3 separate regions of the Danio rerio genome follow, and all the other regions are linked to region 1. The links are chromatin contacts, called in public HiCAR-type and HiChIP or PLAC-seq maps. All regions are on one chromosome and are shown on one strand. Each heading gives the region's core, a stretch centred on a gene start, on an enhancer-like site or on the middle of the called end of the contact. The rest is flanking DNA. Distances are from core to core; before and after follow the strand shown. Region 1 holds the start of setbp1 (SET binding protein 1). Region 2 holds the start of lnpep (leucyl/cystinyl aminopeptidase). Region 3 holds the start of slc14a2 (solute carrier family 14 member 2).

The links. HiCAR-type assays count read pairs that join an accessible place to other places. HiChIP or PLAC-seq counts read pairs in DNA pulled down with a chosen protein or histone mark.
Region 2: an H3K4me3 HiChIP or PLAC-seq map of gastrula embryo shows a contact between it and region 1, with 3 times the contacts expected there. The contact joins the promoter of lnpep here to the promoter of setbp1 in region 1. A contact is called at or near these places in 3 of 4 datasets of contacts at active chromatin or transcription factors (caudal fin, embryo and gastrula embryo).
Region 3: a HiCAR-type map of caudal fin shows a contact between it and region 1, with 6 times the contacts expected there. The contact joins the promoter of slc14a2 here to the promoter of setbp1 in region 1. A contact is called at or near these places in 6 of 18 Hi-C or Micro-C datasets (caudal fin, embryo, fibroblasts and 1 more) and 3 of 4 datasets of contacts at active chromatin or transcription factors (caudal fin, embryo and gastrula embryo).

Annotation. Positions count from the first base shown.
Region 1 is chr5:56,146,490-56,150,326 of GRCz12tu, forward strand. setbp1 (SET binding protein 1) reads left to right here and starts at 2,246. Exons shown (of 4, transcript XM_005165675.6): 1 at 2,246-2,726.
Region 2 is chr5:56,329,311-56,333,147 of GRCz12tu, forward strand. It overlaps lnpep (leucyl/cystinyl aminopeptidase), which reads right to left and starts at 2,173. Exons shown (of 18, transcript NM_199621.1): 1 at 2,130-2,173.
Region 3 is chr5:56,277,211-56,281,047 of GRCz12tu, forward strand. slc14a2 (solute carrier family 14 member 2) reads left to right here and starts at 1,646. Exons shown (of 10, transcript NM_001020519.1): 1 at 1,646-1,685; 2 at 1,786-1,863; 3 at 1,969-2,131; 4 at 2,929-3,118; 5 at 3,189-3,317. The coding sequence starts at 1,662.

The sequences.
Region 1 (3,837 bases), core at 996-3,495:
AGAGTTGTGCACAGCTCTGCCCAACGAAACGTTATGTTTCTCAGTGGCTTTGGTGCATTTCTCACAACACTATTTACATTTGCACAACAGTTTATGCATTTCTCAAAACATTTAGTAATTTGTGCACATCCTAGAAGCAGTTTCTCATTCCTTCCAACAAATTGCAAATGCTTTTGGACATGCATCAATTGCTTTCATACAACTCTCCGCTATTTATAACATTATCATTTGGTTATGTCATGTCAGTCAAAATAAACTAAACTTGTGAATGCTGAATAGTCACTCCATATAAAACTAATAGTCCTCATTTCATTACTTGACTCATTACATACAAAAATGTTGAACTAGTTGTCAAAATCTGTCGAGCTAATTTTATATAAAAAAATTAAAATATTTATTTTCCTGTAAATGTCTTCAAAATTTAACAATTTCATGATTGATTTACACACCTGTCTGTGTATGTTGTAGGTTCAGTTCCGATATGCGCTGCAATATTGTTTACAGTTGTGCACAGCTCTACCCAAAGAAATTTTATGTTTGTTGTAAATAAGAATGTATTTATTCTTTTGCACAATGTTGTGAATAAATTAGAATTGTAAAGAGTATATGCAGTAAAAATGTTACAGTAAACATACATATTTCGTGTCTTGTACTCAGATACCTCACTAAATGCAGTGATGTCTAACTTTACTGTAGTTTTTCAAATGGCTGTGCAAATAGTATATAGTGTTGTCTTGAGCATTTTCTGGAAGTCTCACCAAAATCTGACGTCAATGGAGCAGTCTGGCGAAATTAAAAAATTAGGCTGATCCTGATTGGTCCTCATGCAGATGTAATGTACATCAAAATGTAGAGAGTAAACTGTCATAATGAATACATGACAAAGTCATTTGACTATCTTGTTCATCAACAATGGTGTCAGGATTTTTCATTTTGATGACACTGATACTTTTACTGACATAAATACTTGCTTTTGAGGAATGCACTATTCATTTTGAGCTTGTAACGTGCTTTTGCAGGTTATCAACTAGGTTTTGAGGTTTGTACTAATTGTTTTGGAAAATGCATTAACTGTTGTGCAGAAATGTACTAGTGTTGTGATAAATGCACCAAAGCGACTGAGAAAAACTACTTGTGTAACTTCTTTACTGTAGTTTTCAAATGGCAGTGTAGTGCTTTCTTCAGCATTTTCAGGATGTGTCACCAAAATCTGACTCTTACATCTGACTTTTTTACATTAACAGAGTAAACTGTCATAATGAAAACATGACAAAGCCATTTGACTATCTTGTTCATAAACAATGGTGTCAGGACTCTCATCTTGATGACACTGACACTTTCATTGACATACTTGCTTTTGAGGAATGAGTTTTCCATTTTGATCAAGTAACACGCTTTTGCAGGTTATCAACTAGGTTTTGCAGTTTGTTCTAAATGTTTTGAGAAATGCATTAACTGTTTTGCGAATGTAGTATTGTAAGAAACGCACCAGAGCGACAGAGAAAACTGTAAAAATATAATAAATAAATAAATAATGAATAAATAAATAAATAACCGAATTTTGATTGATTTAACAAATAAACATGTTGTACTGAAGAAAAATGGCAAAAACAAACATACATTTTCAGCAATACATTTCCAAGTGGACAAAATAAACAAATCAAGCAAACATGTGAACAGACAAATAAATATATTGCTCTATGCAAACACAAAACCAGAAAAACTGTTATACAAATACAAAAAAATACAAATATTCTGGAAAGTGAGATAAGAAATTAAAAAAAAAAAAAAAACATATTTTGGGCTTAAGCAGAAAGGCATAAAAAATACAAATATGCTGTAATTAAACATATAAACTAAAACTGAAAATTGAAAATATAAACAAACAAACAAATAAATAATGAATAAAAAAACATAAAAATTGTATACAACACGCTTAGCAAGACAGACAGACAGATAGACAGATAGACAGATAGACAGATAGATAGATAGATAGATAGATAGATAGATAGATAGATAGATAGATAGATAGATAGATAGATAGATAGATAGATAGATAGATAGATAGATAGATAGATAGATAGATAGATAGATATCTTGTTCCACAGGTAGATGGCGCAGGTGAGCGAGCAGCAGCCAGGACAGGTCTGTCAGTCAGAGCGTTTGCCCAGATCAGACTCAGAGAGCAGAAGCACACACACACACACCAACCATCAAAAACTACTGCGGGAGTCCAGCAAGAGTCACATCACACTCGCTGAAGTCCAGAAGCAACACACGTTCAGCCGCGGGAACGCCGGAGTCCGCGTTTCTCCTGGATATATTTGCCCCGCACGACCGGCGAGTCACGGAAAGCAGGACTTTGGACATAACTGTGGATCGTAAGAGCAGATTTGTTTTCTCCGCAGTGGGAAGGCTCGATCCTCCCCCCGAGCCTGAGGATTTGAGAGGGAAGCAATGCAGTGCTGAGACTGACTGTACACCATATTTCTGCTCCAGTCCACATTTCATCTGAATCTGCAGACGCATTTCACCCATCGACCGCAGATCGACCGCTCTTCATTTCTTTCCTCCCGAAAAAGAAATCCAACTCGAGATTAGGACTGACGCCATTTTAAAGCGATAAAAAACCGCTTGAGTTTTGAGGGATTGTAAAGTGCTTGTCATGATCTAGTAAATGGATTTACTCTCGTAGACTTCAGCAGCAGCAGCAGCAGCAGCAATGGGTGAGTTTAACCTTAGCACTATGCCATTTTGATCAGATTATTTATTTTTGTTTCTGAGGCATGCGATTAACGTGACGTTACAGGCGATGCACTTAAAATCTGCAGAGCTTTTTTACCTGAAGAAAAAGGTAGACCACCGCCAGCATTGCCTGAATTGTTCAACATAAACAAAACTCAATCTCCATTATCAGTAATAAATCATTAGTAACAGTTTCATTTACTACAGAGGGTGAATGTTTTATCTAACTCACCCCGAAGCTGCAATTGCAACACTGGGAGAATACCTTGAGCTGTATGTTCTGATATATAATGGCATATTCATAGGAAGAGGCATTATTCAGCGTAATTTACTGTAATCGTGGCCATGCATCAGTTTCCCGCTGATAGAGTAGGCGTGTGTTTGCACTGTCAAGCGCCTATAGTAATTTCCACTATAAGCCACCGTGTAGGCTTTGCTTTCCATGTCACTTGTGTTCTTCTTACTCATCGCAGACGGGATGTGTCACAAAACCTCACTAGCTGTCTACCTAGACCGCGTTTTTTGGGGCGTTTTGTTTCCCTAGAATGCTGGCAAGAAAGAGTCTCGCTAGGTTTTGAGACACCTCAGCGTTTTGTGTTAATGATGCAACTGTTGACCTAAGTGTTAGGTTTCCTATCTGATCTGTCATAAGGTTGCATGGTCAAATTACCCTTTGCTGACATTTGCCAAGATCAGATACTATTCAGAACGTGAGTTGCAGTTATTATTAATGTTTTCTATATTTAGCCTATCAGATTTTAAATGGTGTTTTAAATGGTTTGGTTGGAGCAAATCTGTGGCTAATTGCAAAAAAGGCATTTTGATAACATTTTTGACCTGGGCCAGGATTTTCTGTTCGAAACCCAAAACAAACCAAATAAACTAAACATTATACTATTAATTAAATGATGCAGTGTTTAAATGTAGACGATAACACTAGGTTGTAGTGATAAATGACATAATTATTGGTGTTTTAGAAAATTGGTTATATTGAAGTACTGAGCCATAAAAATGGACTGAAAAAATCTTAAATATCAATTTCTGTATTTTAATTGATCACAGTTCATTTTCTCATGTAAATGATATCGACAT
Region 2 (3,837 bases), core at 923-3,422, 180 kb after region 1:
ATCTGACTCTACGTTATTATAGCCGTTGACTTGTATTTTATAAAACACCAAGAAAACCAGTTCCAGCTAAAGCTAGATTGAAATTGTATGGCCTGAATGTAAGCTTTTTTTTTTTTTTAACTGTATTTCTAAAGATTTCTCAATACCTTGGCGGAAAATAAAAATACCACAAGAGTTCCTCTTTTATTTGCTTGTTCACAAGAGAATAAAACTAAATTTACTTAAATCAAGGCACTTGAGTAAACACTTATCAAATTAGCTCTTGAAAGCACTGATGTGCTATACCTTCTGACCTGAGGTTAAATTGGGGTCTGTTGTACACTGTACTGCTGCTCTTTTAGGTAACTGGTTTAAGCATTTGTATTCTTTCCAACGTTCATACATACTGAATAGAGACAACTTTCATTCAGGAAGCCAACAAAAGCAAGTAACGGAAGACTTTTTTTCTCTACTGCTGACAGACAGATAAATTCAGGGGCTGTTAGATTAAACTCTTTTTATGTTAACTAAATAGAACATAGCAAAAGACAGTTACCAAAGTGACTGCCAGCTGACCATCTGTCAAATTTAGGCAAGACCATAAAGACACAAAGCACCAAATGTCATCTTGGAGACATTATTGCAAGATTTTGTGCAAACATGAACCTTGGGGCTTTTTGGAAACTTAAGATTGATGCAAGTAGACTGACTGATGTATTTACTTTAAGGGCATATAAAGTCATATGTGAGTGCTGAGTGTGAATGCAGACATCACATGAATAACAGTAACCACAACAAACAAGCCATTGATTTAATTTACTGGTATTCCCTCCTACTTATAAAACACTAGACTGTTTTAATCTATTCAGATGTCCTGTCCGTTAAAGCACCATATGAACTTCAAGAAGCTCTCGTGGCTACTTAAACGTTATTCACATCAGTAAGTTGAAACTTTGTATATACGTTATCTATGATTACTTACCCAAAACAGCTCCATAGCTAAAGTAATCATTGGCACAGAACCAGGGCCATGATACAAACAACTTAGCAAAATCCAAAAGCAATGCTTTATAACATTTGCTTGCATAATATCGTTACATAAAAAGCATTCTGCGGCCAGATGTAGCATGTTAGCTGGCAACTTTTTGCAGTGCACGACCTGGCGTACACAGATAAACAGTCCATATTAGCTGGAACCTTACCGCTTTCAAACGTCTCCATCCTTAAATTTTGAAATGCAAGTATGGAGTATAAAAACAAATCCCGTATCAGCTGAAATTGCAGATGTTTAATCCCAGGAAAGGTGAAGAGTCACACATTCACCCAACGTAGGGACACATCAGATCAACTGGTGTTAGCTTAGCATCGTTAGCTTGATCTACAGCCCTAACATTTCACCGCATCAAATAGATCGATCAGCGGTTTATTGAGTCATCGCTGCACATTTATTTATCGATATAACAACAGACACAAGCTGGAAATGGCATTCGGTGTTGTCAAAAAAGCGACAAGAATTTAACTTCCCCTTTAGCTGAAACGTTTAAAGGGACAGTTCACCTCAAAATGGACATGTTCCAAACTAGCATGGTTTTCTTTATAAAACAGATGTCACGCTTGTCACCCCAAATTTTGCGTTTAGACTTGAAATACATGCGTGGATGTACTGAACAAAGCCCCAGAATTTAATTATGGTTATTGTTATCCTGCCTAAAATTCACTTATGTTCTATGCTTACGAAGTCAGGTAGAGAACTTAAGAAAGTATATAGGCAACTTGGTAAGTTTAACTTTCGAGGTTGGTTGGAGGTATATACTTATTGTAATTATTATCATAACCAATGCAAAGTATTTACAGATCTAACTGGAGTGTAAAATAAAGCACCAGCGACACAGCAACACACTCGATTTTCTTTTTGTGAGAACTATCCCTTTAAGACGCCACTATACCGACGTAGTTCTTAAGAAATGACAGGCTAATTAGCATATTTGGCCCTGACTAATAACAGTTTCACATACACAATAACAATTATATGGAAAATATTTTTGAATGAAATGTTCAATGGTTAATTCCTCTAAAAGTATTAAACATGATACAGAACCTAAAATTCCTTTAAAAATTAATTTGCAAATAAAATAAAATTGAATTCATACCAATAGCCCCATATTCCTGTTGATTTAAATGATTTGCAGATTCCATGGGCTGAGACAGACTGCCATTCTCGACAGGGAAAACTGTAATAGCGTCTCTGTTTAGCAATTTGGACAATCACATGCAAACAATTTGACTCAGAAAACACTACAATAGGCTGTTTTTTTAAGAGCCTGCAGTGTGCAGCACATTTGGGCACCAGTGGAACTGATATAAAATAGTCGGGCCATTGTGTTCTTAGAACAGCAGAATACTGTGGAGAAATAGATTCTGTGAAAAAAGTTTTCAGTTGGGCAGTGGCTATTTGCACTAAGTGAAAATGGCAACAGCGGCTATTTGCACTTATTTTAACAATGTCTTTCTGCTTGGTCAATTCATTTATTTTCTTCTACAGCGAGCACTCTGCATTCTGGAAAAACAATAGATTAATTTGTTAACTAGTTGTCTTTACATAATAAAGTTGCTTTCAAACTGCCAACAACATTGTAACATGTTCCAGCTCCTGTTTCAATGGAGAGCTAGGAATTTCCAACACAAGTAACAGTGATCTTTGGTGACAAGATGAAGGCTTGCCTAATGTGACAAGGTGAAAAATGTTTGTACACTAGTACTGCAGTAGATTATACAACATAAGTGGAGCGTTACTTTAACAAGAAACGGTCAAAATATAATATCAAGTTGTATAATGTAAAGTATATAATAAAGTTCTCATCAATTTACAGGTGCATCTCAATGAATTACAATGTTATCAAAAAGTTGTAATAATTGTAGTTGTAATTTCAGTATTTCAATTAAAGAAGTGAAACTCATAAATAGATTTGTTACACATAGACTGATATTTCTGTTTACTTCTTTTTATTTTGATTATTGCGGCTTACATCTAATGAAATCTCAGAAAATGGCAATATTACTTAAAGGGTCATGACACCCCCACTTTCGGTTCAGGTCCACCTCAGAATTAAAAAAAAAAAAGATGCATCATAGTGGGCGTGGAGCCAAAGAGCTTAGAATTACCAAGAGGCGACACTCAATAGAACGTTCCATTGCAACATTAGCGGCCAGCAACAGTCCCGGATTCCACCATTTTAGAGTGAAAGTAATCGGCTGTCCATTGGATCTTATTGCTGCGATTGCAAGCAGCTACTTTGTTTTTTATTTATTTATTTAAAAAGTGCAATAAAGAGGAGCTACAACCTGAAAGACGACAATACAACACTTCCTATCACAATTATTAACACTTTTAATAGTTTATTTTATAGACTTCTAATGTGCTGTTGATCTATTGGAGTTTTCATTCCAAAATGGCCGCTGCAACATCTAGCGGCTGTTTCCCATATTGCACTAGAGTGTCGCCTCTTGGTGATTCTATGCTCTTTGCTGGAGCTCCCCGAGCAAAGGGCAGGAGTAAGCATAGTCAGCAGAGCAGGGGAGAAGGAGGGGAGCGAGCAACTGTCAGTCGGTTCACAAGTTAAAATGCAAATAAATAAACAGTAATTTAATGCCCTGCTACATTTGTAATTTCATACACACATAATCACAATTTATATCATTATAAAGATAATCGTGTTCATATAAACACTTAATGAGGACTTTTCCCTCAATCCCCTGGTCTAAATGCAGACTCAGTGAAGCAGGTCCCTGCCATGTCTATTTTAACCTGCTGGTAATCAGGAGGATTTAGGTGAACACAGCAGTACGGTATTAAATGTG
Region 3 (3,837 bases), core at 396-2,895, 130 kb after region 1:
AAATAAATACAAAATCCAAATCTGTCATTGACAAAATTTCCACAACAAATTATTGAGCAAAAAATCAGCATATTAAATCAATAACTAAAACTCCTGTGACATAGAAGACTAGATTAAATATCCTGAAATCAACTTGACACCTTAAAACAAATCAAAGTTATTTAAACAAAGCAGAATTTATTTTAAATTATAGTAACATGCATAACCTTATGTTTCACCATCTGTTGTCCTTGGTAAACATAAAAGACTAAAAACAAAAACACTTTATAATAACTACACACAGGGCCGGAGCAAGCTGAACTGCCGCTCTAGGCAAAGGACGGTCACGCCGCCCTCGCGGGTGGCGAGGGTAGATTAGGGGACTCCGCCCTCTCTATTCTGCCGCCCTAGACGCGGATATAACTGAGGCGCGGGTGGCGAGGGTAGTTTAGGGGACGCCACCCTCTCTATTCTGCCGCGCTAGACGCGGAAATAACTGAGGCGCGGGTGGCGAGGGTAGTTTCGGGGACGCCGCTCTCTATATTCTGCCACTCTAGACGCGGATATAATTGTGGGCGCGGGTGGCGTGGATAGTTTCGGGGACGCCGCTCTCTCTATTCTGCCACCCTAGACGCGGATGTGGGCGCGGGTAGTTTCGGGGACGCCGCCCTCTCTATTTTGCCGCCCTAGGCGGCCGCCTAGGTCGCCTCTATGGAAGCGCTGGCCCTGACTACACACTATGAATCATTTACTACGCATTAGCATCTAGTGAATTCATTATCTGTTAAGCATTAACTCTACTTTAACAAACGTACGCAGTTTATAATTGCAGCTACAAATGTTGTACTCTTGACTTACAACCACATTTATAATGTGCCTCAATAATAATAAGAATTATAAATGTTAATTTCAATAGTTTATAAATCATTTACTAACTTATTCTGAATCTTAAAAACAACCAACTATGCTTAAATAACTGGTTTGTAAATAATGCAATACTTCATTTAGTAATAAAAAATAAATCATTAACTAAGTATGAAAGTAACATTATTAGCTACATTATAAATGTGGTTATAAGTCAAGAATAGAGCATTTGTAGCTGCAGTTATAAACTGCTTACTAACATTTATTAATGTAGAGTTATAGCTTAACAGATGAATTCAATATTTGCTAATGCTTAATAAATGGTAAACAATCTTCCAGAACATTTAAATGTACCACAAATATAAAAAGAACAGAGTAACAGGTCTACTGTTTGACACAGTTTTGTTTTACTAATGGATTCGTAGAACAGAGGCCCTTTTGTGTTTTTCCAACTCAAATAATTGACTACTAATTCAAGTACTAAAATGTTAATCCATATGCAGTCTATGTTATCTGCTTTTTTTTTTTTAATTTTGAGAAGAACGTGTTACAGTTATTTGGTAATTGCATACAAAGTTTCAAAAACCATAGAACATTTTTTAATGCTTTTTAACAGCTTATCAGAATGAAAAAGCAAAGTGATTAGCAGAAACCTGCTCAAGCAACTTAGAATAGGACCAAACTAAGTCAGAGGAATGCAAAGTAAGATTTGAACTGCATGAATAGAGGTGGAGCAACGCAAACAGACCGGCACTATAAAACCATCAGATCTGTGGCTTCATGGACTTCATTGATTCTTTCTGTAACTGGCCTCATATATGCCTGGAACACATCTAACGAAGGTAGATACACTCCTTTTTTCTCTCTCTCTGAATGTTATGTCAATTGAGTATGATAGTATCAAAACTTGAATTAAATTGAATAAAGTCAATGTTTTAATAGAAAAGTGACCCGCTGAATGTCACACATCTCTGCAAAACGTCTACTTCTACACAATATTCCAGTGCTCAAAACACAAAGGTGAGATTTTTCCTGTTCTCTTGTCTTTTGAAAAATTCCAGGAGGCAGAACACAGACGGATCCCTGCAAAGAATATTAAGTGTTTGTGTCTGTGAACATTTACAGGAGCTGCAACCACTCATGGCAAATCCAGTCCACAAAATTACAGATGAGAAGAAACAGCAGGGACTCGAGAAGATCAATTCGGGCCAGAGGTTTAAAGCAAATCTCATAAAATGGGTCTCGTTTATTTCTGGAGACATGGCTGCGTTCGGAGAATGGATGAAAGGTACAGGAGTTTAAGCTTAATTGAAGCTCGATCAAGAGCCAAGCTTGAAAAAAACAACAAGAGCATTAATTCTGCAGTGAATAGTTGGCAGAAGAGTGTTTGCAAGTCTACTTTACGTTTAGATTGACAATGGAAAAGCCTAAGCATTCCTGTTTTCTTTATCTTAAAGATAAAAATGCAGCTTTAACACTTTCTTTTTCAACTTTTGTACTTTGTAAACAAGTGGAAATATGTTAAACGTCATACATTTAATAATGTGTGATCCACACCTAATTAAAAACATACTCTTTCTAAGACGGAAATATATGCAGTCTTTTTATCATGATTTTTTTTAACTCTTAAATGCTTAAATGTTTTTCTAATAAATGGATCTATAACTGCTGCAATGTGTAAATAACTATAGTAAAAAAAAAAACAGACATCATTGAGAATTGATGTGAACTGCTCTTACTGTGTTGTCCGGCCATTAGTGACCATGTTTATAATTTTACAAACAATTGAAACTACAGTTTTAAACCTGTGGGCATTACAGGTGTTTCTAAATCCTGCATTAAAGACCCAAGCTAGTCATTTAATGGTTGATTACTTTTGATACTTAACTACAAAATGCATTCACAGACACACAGATTAGTAGCAGTTATTAATTGTTTGGTTATTATTGTTATTAGTAATTGTTTTCACTGCAGGACATTTTTCATGGCATACACACATATCTCTTTAAACCTCTGCCCTCTGCAGACATCTGCAAAGACTTTATTGGTATCAACTATGTGCTTTCTCATGTTTACCCTGTTCAGGCCAGTTTATCTTGCTCCAAATTATGGACTGGGTGTTGCGTGGAGCGGCTCAGGTGATGTTTGTGAACAACCCTCTCAGTGGTCTGATCATCTTTGCTGGACTGATCCTCCAGAATAGATGGTGGGCACTCAATGGTTTTGTTGGAACCGTGTTTGCTACGATTTCTGCACTCATCCTCTGTCAGAACAGGTATTAACACAACTGGTTCATTATGAATGTCTAAATGTTTGAGCAAGGTTTAAGTGTTGTGTTCCCTCAGAGGTGCAATTGCTGCTGGTCTGTATGGATATAACGGCATTTTGGTTGGTCTCCTGATGGCAGTTTTCTCAAATGCTGGAGATTGGTATTGGTGGCTTCTTCTTCCCAACATCTTCATGTCAATGGCATGGTGAGTTTGTGTCATGGCTCCTTCCAAGACTTATTTTAACTTGTAAGAAAGGAAATAGCTTAGAGCTGGAATGCACTTTGCAAGATTTGTAGTCTGTATGAGTTGATGCTGCTTAAAGTCAGAGCCACTCTGCAGATTCAGGGCAGAAAATTGTGTTGCATAATGATGAGTACAGACATTTTGGTTGACTAATATCGAACAATTTAAAAGATTTCTTTACTAAATGTAAATTTTATTTGTGATTCATGTTGCGGTTTGAAACTTTTTTGAACGTTTTTGTCAGTTTCTTAGTATGTGTTCATTTCTAAATTATCTGTAACAGCCTACAAATTTAGCAAGTGCGGGATGCTTAGTTTTTGTCAGAAAGATTTTAAAGACATCTAGTCTAGGAAGAACTGAAATGCTAGGAATTTGGAATCTTCATCTAGAATGTTCCTTCAGTCAGTCACTGTCATATGATTGAGTTATTAAAGTTCACACGTCACATGGTAACGGAATGTGCAAAAAATGAAATGTTCAA